Linked DNA regions of Macaca mulatta: region 1 is linked to region 2. The links are chromatin contacts, called in public Hi-C maps. All regions are on one chromosome and are shown on one strand. The core of a region is the stretch at or near the end of the contact, and the rest is flanking DNA. Distances in the headings are between cores, read along the strand shown. Region 1 holds the start of ZCCHC14 (zinc finger CCHC-type containing 14). Region 2 holds the start of MAP1LC3B (microtubule associated protein 1 light chain 3 beta).

Region 1 (2,700 bases), core at 198-2,697, 100 kb before region 2:
TGCCAGGGGAGGGTGGCGTTTCTGTTTACTTCCAGCCAGGTCAGCTCCCTTGCCCCCGCCCCTGTGTTTGCATTTTCTCGGTTTGGCGAGCTGGGGAAGTAGCCGCGGAAAGAAGGCGGATTTAAAGGCTCCATTCGGACGAGGCTTTTGGAGAAAGCTTGCACCTCCCACCACACCCCCAGGGCAAGTCAGCCGCCTCAAAAGTGCCGGTGCCGGCCCTCTGTGAGCTCATCACCTTCGCACAAGCCCTCGGGGGCGGTTATTATTACCCTCATTTTCCCGGGGAGGCGCCTGGGGCTCAGAGAGGCCAAGTGACTCGTCCAAGGTCACACAGCTTAGCAGTGGTCGACCCGGGATTGGAACCCGGGGGTCCGGACCCCGCGGCGGCCATTTCTCGAAGATACCCACTACCTCCCTCTTACACCGCTCAGGAATAAAGCAGGAAGGCCGAACGCCCCGTTTTCGCCCAAAAACAATGCTCCACGCAAATTTGCGGGAACAAAAGCAACCAGAAATCCAGCCCGGGTTTTCCGCCTCTCCGATCTCCGCGGACCAATCGCGTCCTGACGGCCGCCGAGGGACGGGAGGCGGTGGCTCCAACATGATCGACAACCCCCGGGGAGGCGTGGCCGCGGCACGGGCGAATGGGATTGGGGTCCAGGCACAATCACGGGCCGAGAACGGGCCGCCTGAGCCAATCAGCGGGGGGAGGCGGGCCCGGCCGGCCCGGGCTGTCGCGAGAGGCGGCCACCCCGCCCACTTCTGCTGGTCCCGGCCGCCCGTCAGCCGCGAGCGCGACGATCCCTCCGCTCCTCTGACGGCGCCTCCGCTGCCGCCGCCGCCGCCGCGCTCGGGCCCGGATCCGTCCGCCGCGCGGGAGCAGCAAGGCCGGCAAGTCCCGGCCGGATCCCTCCGCGCCGCCCGCCGCGCGTCCCTCCCCCGCCAGCGCCCGTTCCGCGGCCGCGGCCCCCAGCGCTCCCCAGGCGGCGACGCCGCGCCCGCGGCCCGGGGTAACGGCCGGCCTGGGCGGAGGCGCGGGCGGCGGCGACGGCATGGCCGGGGCGGCTCCGTCGGGGGGCGGCCCGCAGTGACAGACCCTGCGGCGCGGGGGGAGATGGGGGCGGCCGCCTCCCGGGCGACGACGACGACGACGACGAGGAGCAGCCGCCGCCGCCGCCGCGCACCGGCCGCCGCTGGGCACGGGCGCGGGGAAGGCGCCTCCCCGTGAGCGGGGGGCCCGAGGCCGCTCGCCGCCCCCGGCCGCCCCGGCCGCCCCGGGCCCCCCCGGCGCCTCGCGCGCGCCCGCCCGCCGGCCCCTGACGGGAGCCTTGCCCGGCCCCGGTCCCCGCCCCCGCCCCGGCGCCCGCCAGGCCCGCGGCGCCCGCGCGCCCTCGCCCGGACCCGGCCCCGGCCCGCGCGCCCCCGGCCCCGGCGCGCCCCGGCCGCGGCCCCCGGCGCCCCCCGGCCGCCCCCGCGCGGCCCCCGGCCCCGGGTCGCGGCGCGGCGCGGGCGGCAGCATGGTGGAGAAGCGCTGCCCGTTGCAGAGGGACGGCGTGTACCGCTGGTTCTCGGAGCTGCCGTCGCCGCAGCGCGTGGAGTTCCTGTGCGGCCTGCTGGACCTGTGCATCCCGCTCGAGCTGCGCTTCCTCGGCTCGTGCCTGGAGGACCTGGCCCGCAAGGACTACCACTCGCTGCGCGACTCGGAGATCAAGGCCAACAACCCGGCCGACCTAGGCAGCCTCACCAACCTGACGGACGAGGTGGTGCGCAGCAAGCTGCTGGTGTCGCTGGCGCTGCTGGGCTCGGAGCAGCGCGAGGCGGCGGGCGTGCTCTACCGCACGCTCACGCACATCGACTCCATCATTCACAACTACGGGCTGCAGCTCAACGAGGGCCGCACGGGCGATGAGTTCTTGCTGCTGTTCACCATGGCCTCCAACCACCCGGCCTTCAGCTTCCACCAGAAGCAGGTGCTGCGCCAGGAGCTTACGCAGATCCAGAGCAGCCTGAACGGCGGCGGGGGCCACGGCGGCAAGGGCGCGCCCGGGCCGGGCGGCGCGCTGCCCACCTGCCCGGCCTGTCACAAGGTGCGTGCCCGCCCCGAGCTCTGCCCTGTACCCAACTCTGCGCCCCTAACTCTGCACGCCAAGCCTCCAGCCTGCACCGCGAGTCCCCCACCCAGGCCTCCAAGCCTGCACCGCAACCCCCCCCAACCCACGCCTCCAACCTGCACCGACAGCCCCCACCCAGGCCTCCAGCCTGCACCGCGAGCCCCCAACCTGTGTTCCAAGCCCCATCCCAAGCTTCTACCCCGCACCCCAAATGTGTGCCCCACCTCTCCAAGCCTCCACCGTACATCTCAAGTCCCCATCCCGTGTCCCAAGCCCACATCCTAAGCCCCCACTCCGCACCCTAAGTCTGCACTTCAAGCCCCAAGACCGCACCGCGGCCCTGAACCCACACCCTCAGTCCCCTCTGCGTGCCCCAAAGCCTCCAGACCTATGCCTCGCGCCCCTTGGGCAGGAGCGGCTACAGGGGCCCTGGGTCCGAGGATCCGCGGGAGCGGTGCGGGAGACGTCCGCAGTCAGAACTCACAGTCCCGGGTGCCCTCCTTTCACTTAGCTGGCTGCAAACGCGATAGGGCCTTTGTCCCCTTAATGGGGCCCTTGGGTGACAGATAACTGATTGCGGCGCCTTGGT
Region 2 (2,700 bases), core at 31-2,530:
CTCAAGAGGCTGTTGGAAAAGATACGCTTGGCAAGCCAAGGCCCATTTTCATTTACTGAAGTTTCTCAGGCACAAGAAATAAAATAACGGTCAATAACGAGACGTGCAAAACTATATCCAAACTCAAATACACGCTAAGCTCTTTCTAGACTCCGGGAAACGAGGCAAAAGCAGACAAACAGCACCACTGTGTGGGCTCCCGACGAGGATGGCGGCAGACATTCGCCGTCCGCTGGGACGAACGCGGTGCCTCCCTACCAAACCGGTGCCTGGAGCTTAGGCAAAAACAGATATCCGGATCTGCTGCGTTCTCTGGCTCAAAAGGGAAAGAATCACTTCGCATCATCTGCGTGGAGTAAATACTGTGATGGTGACACCTGCACGTTTAACCAAATGCCAGGACACCTCAGTTGGGTTTCCAGTCTGAACTGGCGGAAAAGGGATGTATTCCTGGTGTCAAGGTGAGAACGGAAACGCAAACCCAAGAGAAGTCTCCCACCCCAGCTCCCGGGCTACACACACAACTGTCAACACCGCCGTGGGCCGTCCCGGGCGCGGCGGGGCCGGGGGCCCGGCACGTTCCCCCGCTCTCGACGGAGGCTCTGGGGTCTGTAAGGGGCACTCGCAGCCGGGCGGGCTCCCTCGACGGGAAAACTAGCCCTGAAGGTGACGCGCCGGGTCCCGGCGCAGCCCGGCTTCAGAGCCGAACTGCCCAGCGTGGCCCCGGGGGCCCTTGGGCCCCAGAAGCGCGACCCTCGCCCGGCAGCACGTTCGAGGGGGCGGCGGTGGCCGGGGTGCGGCAGGGAGCCCGCCGCGGAGGGCGCCGGGTGATTCAGCAGGCCCGGGGGCCCCGAGCGCACCGGTCCCCGCCCGCCCGCCGCGGGCTGCCTCCTCCTAGGCCTCCGAGGGGTCCGCAGGCCGCCACGGCCCAGACCAGCCCCTGGCCCTCCCGGCTCGGCCCCGGCCTGGGTCCCTCACAGTGCCCCGGGCCCCGCGTCCCTCGGCCCCGCCGGCCGGCAGCCACCGGCCCCGCTCGGCCTCCCGGCTCGGCCCCGGCCCCTCACGGCGTCCCAGGCCCTGCCGCCCTCCACAGCTCGGACCCCGGACCCGCCGCACCCGGCGCCCTCGCGGCGACACTCACCGAAGGTGCGGCGCTGCTTGAAAGTCTTCTCCGACGGCATGGTGCGGGGATCTGGGCGGCGGCGGCGACGACGCGAGGGTCCCGGCGGCTCCTGGGGGCGGCGGCGGCTGCGGCGGAGAATCTGACTCTGGCGACAGCTACTTCCCTTGTGTCTTCTCAGCCCGCAGCCTCGTCAGGTGACTCGCAGCGCGTCACCGAGGGGCGGGGCCAGAGCCGGCCAGGGCCGCCGCCATGGCGGGCGTGGCGGAACACAGGAAAGGCACGCAGCGTGGGGGCGGGGTAGGTGTGTGCGCATGCGCGATGAGTGAAACGGGCGCTCTGCGCATGCTCCCGGTGGTGCACTTGCCCCGCCCAGCAATGCTGAGCGCCTGAGGCGCCTGAGGTGACGGTTGTGGGCCGGGCCGCAGCCCCGGGCTGTGGGCGCTCGGGAGCCTGCTCCCCGGCCCTGAGGAGAGGGCAGCGCGGGGCGGGGGAGGCTGAGCCACGGGCGTGGTGTCCCGGGTCGCTCTTGAGGGAGCGGTCCAAGGAAGGGACATGGGGTAAACTCGACCATCCCTTCCCCTCCGGAGAGAGACTTGGCGGTGCGGGCCCAGACGCCGGCACCCCGGGCTGAGGCGCGCAGGGCAGGCCGCGTCCTCTTCGGGAGGCAGGGTCGCCGCTCGCCCGTGGAGCCCCGGCCCCCTCCGCTTGCGGGGCGCGTGCGGTCCGTGGGTGGCTTCCGGGGAGCGGCCGCTGGTGACCTCCGCCCGCAGTCACTCGACGCCCAGCCTTGGGGCGTCTACGGAACTGCTTTTGTCCCGAGGCCTTCATCCTGGGACGCTCCTGCTGGCTGTGAGATCTTCCTCCCGTTAGGTCGCCCGCAGCGACGGCCAGGCTGCCCCACGTCGCTAGCCGCCCTGTCCACCCCTCAGCCTCCCAGCCACTAAACTCGCGGGACACCTTACACTCGTGACAGTTTTTGAGTCTCGGACTCATCTGTAACAGGGCAGTCAGATTTGAGGACTCCAAATGGGCCGCAGGGCGTCAGTCACCATGCGGTATTTGGTTGCTATTGCCCACCTCAGCCTATGGCCAACGTGTCTCTGTAGGAACAGCACTAGATCCTTTGGGGTTTTTTTTTTGAGACAGGGTCTTGCTCTGTTGCCCAGCCTGGAATGCAGTGGCGCGATCATAGCTCGTGGTGGCCTCGACCTCCTGGGCTCAAGGGATCCTCCTGCCTCAGCCTCCCCAGAAGCTGGGAGTAGAGCCGCCATCTCGCTTTGTTGCCCAGGCTGGTCTTGAACTCCTGGCCTCAAGCGACCCTCCCGCCTCGGCCTCCTTCAGAGTTGGGATTATAGGCGTGAGCCACTGCTCCCGGCTATTTGGCTGTTTTTGTTCTTTAGTATCTAGTACTTTAAAAGAGCCCATAGTTCCAGGATTTCTCCTTTTGACTTTGTAAAAGCCTTTCTTCTATCCCAATTGCATAAAGTGATTGGATTAGGCTGATACAATCTACACTGTGAACTTGAAACATGCAAAACATACGAAAATAGCCGGGGGCGGTGGCTCTCGCCTGTAAT

Evidence for each region. Hi-C and Micro-C count contacts between places; a contact is called where the count stands out from the background.
Region 1: a contact with region 2 is called in a Hi-C map of fetal cortex germinal zone, with 3 times the contacts expected there. The contact joins the promoter of ZCCHC14 here to the promoter of MAP1LC3B in region 2. A contact is called at or near these places in 2 of 14 Hi-C or Micro-C datasets (cortical neurons and fetal cortex germinal zone).

Annotation. Positions count from the first base shown.
Region 1 is chr20:82,866,215-82,868,914 of T2T-MMU8v2.0, reverse strand. ZCCHC14 (zinc finger CCHC-type containing 14) reads left to right here and starts at 1,447. Exons shown (of 15, transcript XR_013412006.1): 1 at 1,447-2,087.
Region 2 is chr20:82,762,472-82,765,171 of T2T-MMU8v2.0, reverse strand. It overlaps MAP1LC3B (microtubule associated protein 1 light chain 3 beta), which reads right to left and starts at 1,280. Exons shown (of 4, transcript NM_001193625.1): 1 at 1,142-1,280. The coding sequence starts at 1,181.